2 separate regions of the Mus musculus genome follow, and region 1 is linked to region 2. The links are chromatin contacts, called in public HiChIP or PLAC-seq maps. All regions are on one chromosome and are shown on one strand. Each heading gives the region's core, a stretch centred on a gene start, on an enhancer-like site or on the middle of the called end of the contact. The rest is flanking DNA. Distances are from core to core; before and after follow the strand shown. Region 1 holds the start of 4931429L15Rik (RIKEN cDNA 4931429L15 gene). Region 2 holds the start of Tagln (transgelin).

The links. HiChIP or PLAC-seq counts read pairs in DNA pulled down with a chosen protein or histone mark.
Region 1: an H3K27ac HiChIP or PLAC-seq map of embryonic stem cells shows a contact between it and region 2, with 3 times the contacts expected there. The contact joins the promoter of 4931429L15Rik here to the promoter of Tagln in region 2. A contact is called at or near these places in 2 of 39 promoter capture datasets (embryonic stem cells and stem cell-derived epiblast-like cells), 2 of 115 datasets of contacts at active chromatin or transcription factors (both in embryonic stem cells) and 1 of 9 other capture datasets (liver).

Annotation. Positions count from the first base shown.
Region 1 is chr9:46,314,951-46,321,481 of GRCm38.p6, reverse strand. 4931429L15Rik (RIKEN cDNA 4931429L15 gene) reads left to right here and starts at 1,496. Exons shown (of 13, transcript NM_183104.2): 1 at 1,496-1,613; 2 at 4,755-4,934; 3 at 5,426-5,648.
Region 2 is chr9:45,934,697-45,940,407 of GRCm38.p6, reverse strand. Tagln (transgelin) reads left to right here and starts at 4,350. Exons shown (of 5, transcript NM_011526.5): 1 at 4,350-4,574. Sidt2 (SID1 transmembrane family, member 2) reads left to right here. Exons shown (of 26, transcript NM_172257.4): 25 at 888-1,001; 26 at 1,092-2,551. The coding sequence ends at 1,154. Mir7087 (microRNA 7087) reads left to right here and starts at 818; the gene lies at 818-887.

The DNA of each region.
Region 1 (6,531 bases), core at 247-2,746, 380 kb before region 2:
CTTTTCTGCATAACATATGCAATAATTATTAATTTACTTGATTGACTCTGACCATAAGGGAGTCACCCCTTGAGGGTAGAGACTGTATCTTCCCTGTCTCTGCATCATTAAGTCCTGGGCTACACTTCAAAAGTTTGCCAGATGAGTAAGTGAATAAATCTGTTAAGTTGAAAACACCTGTTATAGATCCTTGACTCTTTATATTTCAACCATTCAGAAGTTTATTCCCTCGCTAAACCTATAGCCCTGCACTGGAGAAAGCGTAGGGATGGGAAAGGGACCCTCAAGGGGACTGAGGTCATCAGGAAGCAACAACAGTGGCTGGTCCCGGCAGGATAAGAGCCTAGGTTGGATAGCATAAAGCTCTCCATTGTTCCCCATAGCTAAAGCAGCTAAAAGAACCCCAGGGGCCTTCCAACCTCTTTGGCCATCAGTCTTCCGCATGTCCTCACATCCCAACTTCCAGCAATTTCTCCCTCCAGCCCGATCCAGGCACACAACAGACATAGCTCTGCCAGAATCACAGAGCCCTCCTCCAAAGCTCCTGGCCCTTGTTCTCCAGTTTTCCTGGGGTGGCCAGAGAAGACCCATCCTCAGTGCCATGGTTTGAATATGCTTGGCCCAGGAAGTGGCACTATTTGGAGGTGTGGCCTTGTTGGAATAGATGTATCACTGTGGGCATGGGCTTTAAGACCTTCATCCTAGCTGCCTGGAAGTCAGTATTCTGTGGGAGCTAAAAAAGGGGGCCCTGGGGATGAAGAGGGGGGAGATAGACCCATGCCCCACCAGAGTTTTACCTATTCTCTGGTTTGTCAGGTGTGGGAGGGCTGCTACCTTTCCACTCATCCCTGGATGGGCATCCAAGCCTCTGACCCTCTCTTCAGGGGACGGCCAGGGGCAGCCCTACCTGGGGACCCTGGAGCTACTTTGCTAAAGCCACCAGGGTTATAGGAGAGAGGGATGAGGGAAGATGTTCCCAATACCTACGAGAGTGCATGCAGCCTTGATGAGCAGAGACTCTCTATGGTTTAAGAGCTTTATTATAGAAATGCAGGGAGAAAGAGAGAAGAGAGAGAGAGAGACTAGAGAGAAAGAGAGTAAGAGGGAGAGAAGAGAGGAGAGGAGAAGAGAGGAGAAAACAAAGAGAGAGAAGAGAGGAGAGAAGACAAAGAGAGGGGAGAGAAGGTGAGAGTGAGGGGTAAGAGGGAGACAAGTAAGAGAGTAAGCAGTAAGAGAGCGAGGTGGGGCTGATCAGCCCTTTTTATGGTCTTTACTGTTGCTAGGTAACTGGGGAGGAGTTCAGCCTGAAGGTCAGAAGCTTGGACCATTGCCTACGTGACTACTGACCATGCTTCTCTTATGGGGGCATGTGGGGGGCTTACGCAGGGGCCAGAGTTCCAGGAGCATAAGGGAATGCCTACCGTGTCATGAAGGTGAATTATGACTTCGGGGTTCAGACCTCAGCTCGACTGGAGACAAGCCTGCAATTCCCCACAGTATTCTGCTAGCAGCCTTAAATTGTAGATGTTGAACTCTCAGCTCCTCCTGCACCATGCCTGCCTGGATGCTGTCATGTTCTCACCTTGATGATAATGGACTGAACCTCTGAACCTGTAAGCCAGCCCCACTTAAATGTTGTCCTTATAAGAGTTGTCTTGGTCATGGTATCTGTTCACAGCAGTAGAATCCTAAGACACTCAGTTAACAAGGATATTCGCAGTTGATTATCTGAGGTTTCTCTGTAATTGGAAAAGAAAGAGCAACAGGCAAATGTCAATTTTGGCTTCCCTGCCTCCCATCCCTGAGGGATGGAGGGAACAAGAGTCCTGTCTACTCTCAAGGCCTTGCTCCAACCAGGTCTTCTTGCTCAGCTTTTCTCCATAGGCTCATACTATACACACACACACACCCCCCTCAAGGGTGATATTTGGGACTTAGCCAGCCCCATGGAGCAAGCGGCCCACAAGTCCACAGACACTACAGAGAGGTTCAGGGACAGTGAGAGAGAAATGTATTTGGTGTTTGAATGTGTGCAAAGGGAGGGACAGCACCCAGACCCCACACCACCTCGTCTATGGAGTCTTATCTTCACTGTGGTGTTATTCCACAGCTAAGCACAGCCAACATGCATCAGCTTGTGAATTTCTAGTCCCAAGTTCACTGCCCCCAGAGAGACTTTGTGATCAGGGCCTACAACTCTTCTTCCCTTCACTTCCCTGGGCCCCTCCCTGAGGAGTTGAAGCAGAGACAGTGTGGAAAGCAAGACCCTACCTTTAGCCGCCATTCTAATCCAGTGTCTACCACTCCTTGGGGGAAAGATAGCAGGTGTCACAAGGTGGTCACCTCTCCTTTCCACCAGAATGCCACCTCCTGGGTGGAAGTCCAATGTTACCTTCCACCCTCACATACACATCACTGAGATCCTGCCTTCTTTCCTGCCACCTCTCCTTCGGTGGTCAGAGATCATGTCTTTCTTGCAGATGGCTATGACAGCCTCCAGATAGGAACCAGTGGGGACCCCACCCCCAACTTTGTCTTCACAATGAGGTTGATGTGAGCTTGGGGGGGGGGGTTCGAGACAGGGTTTCTCTGTGTAGTCCTGGCTGTCCTGGAACTCACTCTGTAGACCAGGCTGGCCTCAAACTCAGAAATCTGCTTGCCTCTGCTTCCCAAGTGCTGGGATTAAAGGCATGCACCACCACATCTGGCTTGATATGAGCTTTCTAAGCCAATTCCAATCATGCCTTCCCCCAACATTAAATTTTTTTTTCTACCCAGGTCCTCAATATAGGACTCAAATCTCCCAGAACAAATCATCAACCCCTCCACTCCCCGATGTGGCCTTCCCCCAGTCCCTTGACCATCTCTGAACTTCTTTTATTCTCTCACCCCAGGGCCTTAGCTCATGCCATTCCTTCATCTCTTTTCCTGTGTTCTCAAGGTCCTGGACACCATGTACCAACTGCACCTCTAGCACTCCATACAGAGAAACGAGGTCTCGCCTAGCAAATTGATGGCTGAAAATGAGGCAAAGGATGGGTGGGAAAGTCCCATGGAATTGTAGACGCTTCCCCATCTTATTCATTTACCTGTGGCACTTCCATTCAAACCCTTGCTGTACACAGGCTGGGCAAACCACTGGGCTATCCCCAGCCCAACTCTTGTAAAACCGAACAGATCCAGAGAGGTGAGGCAAACTCAGCCAAGGCCACACAAAGACTTGTACCACATCCCATCACCCTTGGTTGTCTCAGAAGAGCCCAGAAAGACCCTAGCCAGAAGCCGAGGTTGGACTGAGACCCTCAGGATGAGTTCAGCCAGCAGGGGGCAGGAGTAAGCCATGGCCAGTACTAGGCTCTCGAGAAGGAAAACTCTGGCTAGGAGGCAGAAGCAGGCAGATTTCTGAGTTTGAGGCCAGCTTACACCTCCCACTGCTCCAAGTCTAACCTTGGGCTTCATAACTTCCTGTGGCCTCTCTGGACACCAAGAGCCATTTCCCTAAGGCCCAGGATTTATAGAGGACAGCAAAGATAGCCAGCCACTCAACCAGCCCCAGCCCCATCTGCCAGAGACCAGGCATCCAGACCCTGGTAGGGGGAAGCTGTGGCTGGTAAATAAAAAAATTTATTAAGAATATGTTAGCTGAGCCGGGCAGTGGTGGTGCACGTCTTTAATCCCAGTACTTGGGAGGCAGAGGCAGGCGGATTTCTGAGTTCAAGGCCAGCCTGGTCTACAGAGTGAGTTCCAAGTCAGCCAGGGCTACACAGAGAAACCCTGTCTCGAAAAAAGAAAGAAAGAAAGAAAGAAAGAAAGAAAGAAAGAAAGAAAGAAAGAAAGAAAGAAAGGAAGGAAGGAAGGAAGGAAGGAAGGAAGGAAGGAAGGAAGGAAGGAAGGAGAGAGAGAGAGAGAGAGAGAGAGAGAGAGAGAGAGAGAGAAAGAAAGAAAGAAAGAAAGAAAGAAAGAGAAAGAAAGAAAAAGAAAGAAAAGAAAAGAAAAGAAAGAAAAGAGAATATGTCAGCTGGAGTGAAGCAATGGCTCGGTCTGTAAAGAATTTGCCTTATAAACACAAGGACCTGAGTTCAATTCCCAGAATCCAGTAAAAAACGCCCTGTTCCTAAGCCAGTGTAAGAGGCAAAGAAAGGAGGGCCCTTGGGCCTGGCTGGCCAGTCTGTCTAGTTTAATTGGTGGGTTCCAGGCCAATGAGAGATGCTGTCTCAAAGGAGGTGGACAAGTTCTCTGAGGTGACACCAAGACTGTCCTCCAGCCTGACACACAGGAAAGCAGCAGGCTTGCTTGCACAGCGCCTGCCTGCCCTTCATGGTGGCCAGCCTTCCTTCCTCTTCCTGCTCACTCTAGTGAAGACCCCAGGGTAGTGAGGAGAAGCTGGAGAGGAAACAAGGAACCAGCAGACAGCTGGGGGTGCTGGCCACACACTCCCCAACCCTGGCAGCACAAGCCCCATCATTGGGTGCTAATTAAATCCCCCTAATGAGGAAAACGGATGCAGGAGCTGGCTCCTCCGTGGCCTCCCCGGCCCACCGCCCTTGCCTCTCCATCGGACTTATCGCTCGTCACAGGATGTTTACAATAATTTTTAATTTGTGCAATTATTAATCACTTTTCTATCTCCCTCATTTGCATAATAATTAGTCATCTCACTGTTTGGCATGCCTGTGAATGACAGTGTTTTAAATTGAATTAAGATTTTAATATTCTATTTTCCTGCTTTCTTCCCCTCCACACGCTAATCAAAGTCAGATTTGGCAGCCAGAGGGAGGGTACGGAGGAGGTTGGCAGGCACTGGACTTGGCCCATTCTGTGCTCCTGAGAACCAACCGTGCTGAGAACAGGGCCTGTGGAGAAGGCAACAAGCAATCACCCTACTCCAAACGGAGGCTGAAGGGGTTAACCCAGCCATAGCTAATTGAGCAGAGGTAATGAGGAGTGGGGAGGGGCAGCCAGGGAGGAGGGGTGGGGAGGGAGGAGGGTCACAGGCTCAGCGGCACCAGAGAGCAAGAAAAGTGCTTTTCATTTATTTTCTTTTCCAAGTAGGCTGCTTTTGGTAAGGGAACACTAGAGGGGACATGATAGGCCAGCCATTGATCCCCAGTTAGACTAGGTTAACTGTGAAGGCTCTGAGTCCCGCAAGTGGAGGAAGCAGGCTGGAGCAGCCTAAAATCCCATTCATTGCGTCTCTCTCAACGTGCAAGACAATTTTCTGGGGTTGACTCCCTGTTCTTCTCCCCACTTCTCCACACACCAACAGGTCCTCTGCCCAAGTTGGGTGCCTCACGGGTGAGGAACAAGAAGTAAGGGATTTCCACCGACAAGGGACAGCAGACAGGCCACGTGTCCCCTAAGTTAGAGGCAGCTGTGGCTCTACAGATCATTTTCTAACCCTAAATCCTTCTTCTAATCACGCCAGGGATTCAGCCTCAGCCTGGAGGAGGGCCTGTTCTATTGCTGCCTCCCTTTGGATTGCCTTTCGTGTTGCCATGGTGATCCCTAGGCTACCCAGGATACCCATTGCTGCCCCAGAATTCTCTGCTTGAGCAGAGCGGCTCTCCCTTCAGCCTGTTTAGAACACCTTTCTTTTTACTATGATATGCTCAAGCTCTGCAAAAACCAACACCGCTTTGTCCATACAGGTGAGTCGGGATGGACATTGGCTCCCAGAGATGGGCTCTGTGCAAACAATATGAAGGCAGGTCAGCCATCACAGGCAAGGGGCTGGAAACCACACTCCAACACAGCCACCAAGCTCTTCCCCCACACCACACAAGGGCTTTCAACTCTGCACATGAGGACCAAAATCAGGAAAGTCCCCCATGAGGGAAAGAAGAAAAGGGGTCTTGTCAGGAGGAGAGCTAGGCTGGAAGGGTTTGAACCCCTACCTCCAGTGGGTCGCCTCCTTCTCTGGATCCCCTTTGGCTCAGGACATCCCAGAGCGTCCTTGCCCTCCTACTAATTCCTGCTGACACACATGGAGAGGCTCTGGCCTCAAGGCTGGTCCATCTAGGTGCCCACACAACCTAGTGTCTGCCCAAAGGAATAGCAACAGCAATAAGCCATCAGGATTTAGGAAAGGCACAGCCCAATCTAGGATGAACAGGAAAGCAATGAGAAGCCAGGCCGGGAGCTTTGAGCTGTGTCCCCAGGCCAAACCAGAGAAAGCACTCAGTCTCTCAGCCCCAGACAGGCTAAGAGAATCCAGAGTATCACCTGGGGACATCAGCACTAAGGAAAACCCAGACTTGTAGATAATCAACTCTAACCAGTACAGCCTTGTTTCTGGATCCTTATGGCCCTGGAATGAGAAGTGGTAAGGCCCATAGCTAGTGCTATAGCAGCCTCTACTGGCCACCTTTGCCTTCTATGCTGTGCCAGGAGCCCTGCATCCTAGTTGTTTGGGATGGTCCTGTGAACACCTGTTGTCATTAATGCTGAGGACTCACTCTCAGAAATACCCCAGTACACACATGACTTCAGTAGCCTTCAGTCACAGCCGAGTTCCATGTCCCAGAATGCCTT
Region 2 (5,711 bases), core at 3,101-5,600:
AGCGGAGTCAGGGTAGTGGAGTGTGCAGAAGAGGATGGCGAGCGAGCGAGCAAGCAGCGGAGTCAGGGTAGTGGAGTGTGCAGAAGAGGATGGCGAGCGAGTGAGCAAGCAGCGGAGTCAGGGTAGTGGAGTGTGCAGAAGAGGATGGCGAGCGAGTGAGCAAGCAGCGGAGTCAGGGTAGTGGAGTGTGCAGAAGAGGATGGCGAGCGAGCGAGCCCTCTAAGTCAGGAGGTCTGGGAGCTTCTTGAAGGAGGCAGACTTTGCTCATGGCCAGAAAGTCCCATGGATAGAGCTACATAGCACTAGCAGTGTCACCTGAGCACTGTCACCCTGTTGTCACACAGGGCCGAATGACCAAGGCAGCTTTGATGTATGAGAACACACTGATTCGGGAGCTTGGCAAAGACCTAGCGCTCTATGGGGTCAGATGTGTCTTGGTCTGTGGCCTCAGCACAGGATGTACCCGACACAGGGTCAGAAGATGTGTGTGGCAGCAAGGTGGGCAGAGCGGGGAGGGACAGGAGCATCGCAGCATGACCTAGTGTAGTCACTGGCAGGAAACCTACCCTGAGGTATTTTGAAAGCAAGGCCAAGTCCCAGGCAGGTAGTGAGTTGGGGCTTCTGGGCCTCCTGGCTTTCTGAGTAGAAGCTGTAATGACAGTGTGCTGCCCACATCTCTAAAGGGAAGATGGGTCTGGAGGAAGGAGCAGAATCAGTGTATTTAAGAAAAGCTGTTGTTAGCTGTGGAGGGCCAGAGTGAGGCATGAGCCAGAACGGGATGCTCTCCTGTTAGGGACCAGGGGGTGCCATGGAGTGGGTTGGAGGCAGGTGTGGAGCTGGTCTCTGCAGAGCAGACTCAGTAGGCTGCTGGCTCTCTCCCCTGCCAGAAAACCCCCGCAGAGTCCAGGGAGCACAACCGCGACTGCATCCTCCTCGACTTCTTTGATGACCACGATATCTGGCACTTCCTGTCCTCCATTGCCATGTTTGGGTCCTTCCTGGTATGTGGGATGTGCCTGGCCTGAGGGCAGAGGGGATGGTAGAGCAGACAGCCTCTCCTTCCCAGGATCTGACCCTCCACCCACCCTTAGGTTTTGCTGACGTTGGATGACGACTTGGACACAGTACAGCGGGACAAGATCTATGTCTTCTAGCAGCATCTGTGGTCCAGGCTTCACCTCACAGGCCTAGCGCCTGCCTCTGCATCACCTGCCAGTTGCCACAAGAACACCACGGGTATGAGTCCCAGCTCTGCTGCCCAGCATTGGATGTCGTGGCAAGACAGCGAGATTCCAGCCCAGGCCTGACTCAGGATAGTTCCTGGTGGCACTGAGCCTTGGAGTTGCCTCTGCGGAGGAGGAGGCCTGCTCCGCATTCCCCAGACACTGGCCAAATTGCTGCTTTCTTCTCAGTGTTGGGTCCTCCCCAGGACCCTAGTCTGTCCATCTGTCTTGTTTATCCACTGGCTCTCCATTTGTCCCTTTGGAGAGGAAGGTGGGAAGGCAATGTCCTGTCCCATTTCATGCCTTGCATTCTGCCCATCCCTTCCCTCCTCTCAGCTTAGGACACACAGCCCTTTCTTCTTCCCATGCTCTGTCCAGGACCACAGTCTGGTGCCTGATTCTTTGTCCATCACCAGGACCTAAGCTCTCCCTGGGTCTGTAGCTGGCTGCTATCACTGCCCACTCTGACCTGCCAGGACAGATGCAGGTAGGAGACTTTGGGGGCTGGCCAGCTGGTGCCAGGCTTTCGGTGCTAAGGCCTGCAAGGGGCCTAGGTACGACCCTCCTCCCTGACCTGTGCTTGGAGCTGGCTCTTCAGCAGTGAGGGCCAGCCCAAGTTGAGTCTTCTGATCGGGGACTGAATTCAGAGGCCACCTCATCCCACCAGCCACTAGAATGATGCCAGCACTAGGGTTGGTGGGAAGTGGCAACTCACTGTCCCCTTCCACACCCTCAGTCCTGCCAAGCCCCAGATGGGGGCCTCTCAGTGCCATTGACACTGCCCAAGAATGTCTAGAGGCCACGGAACGGTGCCAAGCACACAGTCCCTTTTGCCTCTTTCACGGGAGCAGGAGTCCCAGTGCCTGTCGTGGAAAGGGAGGAACATGCCAGGTCCCTGTGTGTCCTTGGCCCTGTCTCACCAAAGGACTCAGGGCTGGTTTCTGAGTTTCCGTCCAGTATTTAGCCAAGTTCTGTGTTAGTCACGTAGGCCTAAGAGCCTTGGCGTTTACAGAGTCACCCAGCTCTGGCCCCTGGCCATTCTGGTCCTTGGCGTTTACAGAGTCACCCAGCTCCAGGCCCCTGGCCACTTTGGTACTTGGTTGCCCTTCACTCCACCAGGTCCATTCCAGATGCCAAGAGTGGGCCCCAGGAATGTGTTTCCTTCTCTCCACCATGTTTTTATAGCTCTTGGGCTGGGAGAAGAGGCGGGTCTGGGTCTTTGTTTCTGAGCTTTGTTCTATGTTCCTCCATGCTACGGTTGCAATTGTTTTCTATGAACGAGTACATTCAATAAAGACAACCAGACCTGGGATTTGGGGTCTTACTGATGTGTTGGGAGGTGCAGGAGCCTCCGTGTCCCATTTATTTTGGCCTTCCCGTCTCGTTTCTGTGCGTGGCTACATTGGGAATGACCTTCCTTGATCCCACCAAGCCACCCATTGATTCTGTAAACATGTGACCCTTGCTCCAAGCATTGCTTACAGGAGCAGGATACTGAAAGTGTGTCTGTGCCCTCTCCTGATAACCCCTCCCTTCAGCAGGCACACAGCACCTGACTACCCACCACGTATGTAAACGTCAGTATCCTTTCCAGCCAGCTCTGCAGATGGGTGTCCAGGCTGTGCCATGATGCACCTCAAGTGGGCAGAGCCCTTGCAGGCCAAGGTTTTAAAGGCTGTTCAGGAATGGATGGCAAGCAGGATCTAAGAGGAGGGGGGGTTGTTGTTGTTTGGGGGGGGGGTGGTTTTGGTTTGTTTTTTTTGAGACAGGGTTTCTCTGTGTGGCCCTGGCCCTCCTGGAACCCACTCTGTAGACCAGGCTGGCCTTGAACTCAGAAATCTGCCTGCCTCTGCCTCCCGAGTGCTGGGATTAAAGGCGTGTGCCCATCGAGGAGGGAGATTTTATTTAGATTATAAAAAGGACGGGATTTGGGGAATCCTGTCTAGTGAATTCAGGACGTAATCAGTGGCTGGAAAGCAAGAGCTCTAGAGGAGCTCCAGCTTATTATGACCCTTCCTTCAGATGCCACAAGGAGGTGCTGGAGTTCTATGCACCAATAGCTTAAACCAGCCAGGCTGGCTGTAGTGGATTGAGCGTCTGAGGCTGCACCTCTCTGGCCTGCAGCCAGTTCTGGGTGAGACTGACCCTGCCTGAGGGTTCTCTCCTTCCCTCTCTCTACTCCTTTCTCCCTCTCCCTCTCCCTCTCTCTGTTTCCTGAGGTTTCCAGAATTGGGGATGGGACTCAGAGACACCACTAAAGCCTTACCTTTTAAGAAGTTGCATTCAGTGAGTGTGTGAGACATAGCACAGATAGGGGCAGAGGAGAGCTGGTTCTGTCTCCACTGTGTTTGGTCTTGGGTACTGAACTCAGACCATCAGGTGTGATAGCAGTTGTCTTTAACCCTAACCCTGAGCCTGTCTCACCTGTCCCTTCCCAAGACCACTGAAGCTAGGTGCAAGATAAGTGGGGACCCTTTCTGAGGTGGTAGGATCTTTCACGATAAGGACTATTTTGAAGGGAGGGAGGGTGACACTGTCCTAGTCCTCTTACCCTAGTGTCTCCAGCCTTGCCAGGCCTTAAACATCCGCCCATTGTCACCGCTCTAGAAGGGGCCAGGGTTGACTTGCTGCTAAACAAGGCACTCCCTAGAGAAGCACCCGCTAGAAGCATACCATACCTGTGGGCAGGATGACCCATGTTCTGCCATGCACTTGGTAGCCTTGGAAAGGCCACTTTGAACCTCAATTTTCTCAACTGTTAAATGGAGTGGTAACTGCTATCTCATAATAAAGGGGAACGTGAAAGGAAGGCGTTTGCATAGTGCCTGGTTGTGCAGCCAGGCTGCAGTCAAGACTAGTTCCCACCAACTCGATTTTAAAGCCTTGCAAGAAGGTGGCTTGTTTGTCCCTTGCAGGTTCCTTTGTCGGGCCAAACTCTAGAATGCCTCCCCCTTTCTTTCTCATTGAAGAGCAGACCCAAGTCCGGGTAACAAGGAAGGGTTTCAGGGTCCTGCCCATAAAAGGTTTTTCCCGGCCGCCCTCAGCACCGCCCCGCCCCGACCCCCGCAGCATCTCCAAAGCATGCAGAGAATGTCTCCGGCTGCCCCCGACAGACTGCTCCAACTTGGTGTCTTTCCCCAAATATGGAGCCTGTGTGGAGTGAGTGGGGCGGCCCGGGGTGGTGAGCCAAGCAGACTTCCATGGGCAGGGAGGGGCGCCAGCGGGCGGCAGAGGGGTGACATCACTGCCTAGGCGGCCTTTAAACCCCTCACCCAGCCGGCGCCCCGGCCCGTCTGCCCCAGCCCAGACACCGAAGCTACTCTCCTTCCAGTCCACAAACGACCAAGCCTTGTAAGTGCAAGTCATGGGAGCAGAAGGGCTGTGGGCTCAATTAGATCCCCTAGTCTCTTCTAGTTTGCTGGGTGGAATTGGGTCCCTAGAGACCATTCTCTGTGTTAGACAAAAAGTCTGGGTTAAAATGCCTAGGATGATTTGACTGGGGCAAAAGAATAAATGGGGTGAGAGGGAGGCTCAAATTTCAGTCACTGTCCCACCCATAGGTGTATGGGCTATGTGTTAGGCCCAAAGAGGTGACAAATGAGGCCAAGGGAACAACTCCATCTTTGGATCTCCAAGAAGGTGAGGGGCTAAGTTCTGGAAAGCAGTGACCCACTGATGGTCCCCAGGGCTAATGCAACTCGGGGGAGCCAGGAGGTAGCCCCCTCAGGCAGTGGAGGACTAAAGATCTTATTTTTTGTAGCGCTAGGGATCAAACCCCAGGGCGCTATGTGTGGCAGGCATGTGCTCCATCTACCACAGAAGTTTAATGCTTCAGACTAGCCTGGGATAGGGCCTGCTTTTTCTTTCCTTTTCTCTCTCTCTCTCTCTCTCTCTCTCTCTCTCTCTCTCTCTCTCTCTCTCTTTCTTTCCTTTTCTCTCTTTCACTCTCTCTTTCTAATTTTCTTTTTCTTTTTTTCTTTCTTTTCTTTAGACAGGGTTTCTCTGTGTAGCCCTGGCTGTTCTGGAACTCACTCTTTAGACCAGGCTGGCCTCGAACTCAGAAATCTACCTGCCTCTGCCTCCCAAGTGCTGGGATTAAAGGCGTGTGCCACCACTGCCCAGCTAAGGTTTGCTTTTTCATGGCAGCTTGGTCCAGTTTGAAAGTAGGAGGTCAGTCCACTGTAGGCAGATAGGTGACAGGTGGCAGATAGGTGACAGATAGGTGACAGGTGGAGGAGCTTTGGAACTGGGACTGGACAGCCCTGGGACCCCTGTTCCTCCCAAAGGGTCTTGGTGGTTCCCCTTGGGGCTCTCTAAAGGATGTCAGTGGGCTGTTGCCACATCTATATAAGAGGACTAGTCTTCTGGAATTTAGGTGTGATCTCTCAGGGATGCAGAAATGCTCACCCTTACTGTCATTTTATGGGCTGAGGTACCACAGGCAGATATACCCTGGTTCTGCTTGTTGTCCAGGGTCTCTGCTACATG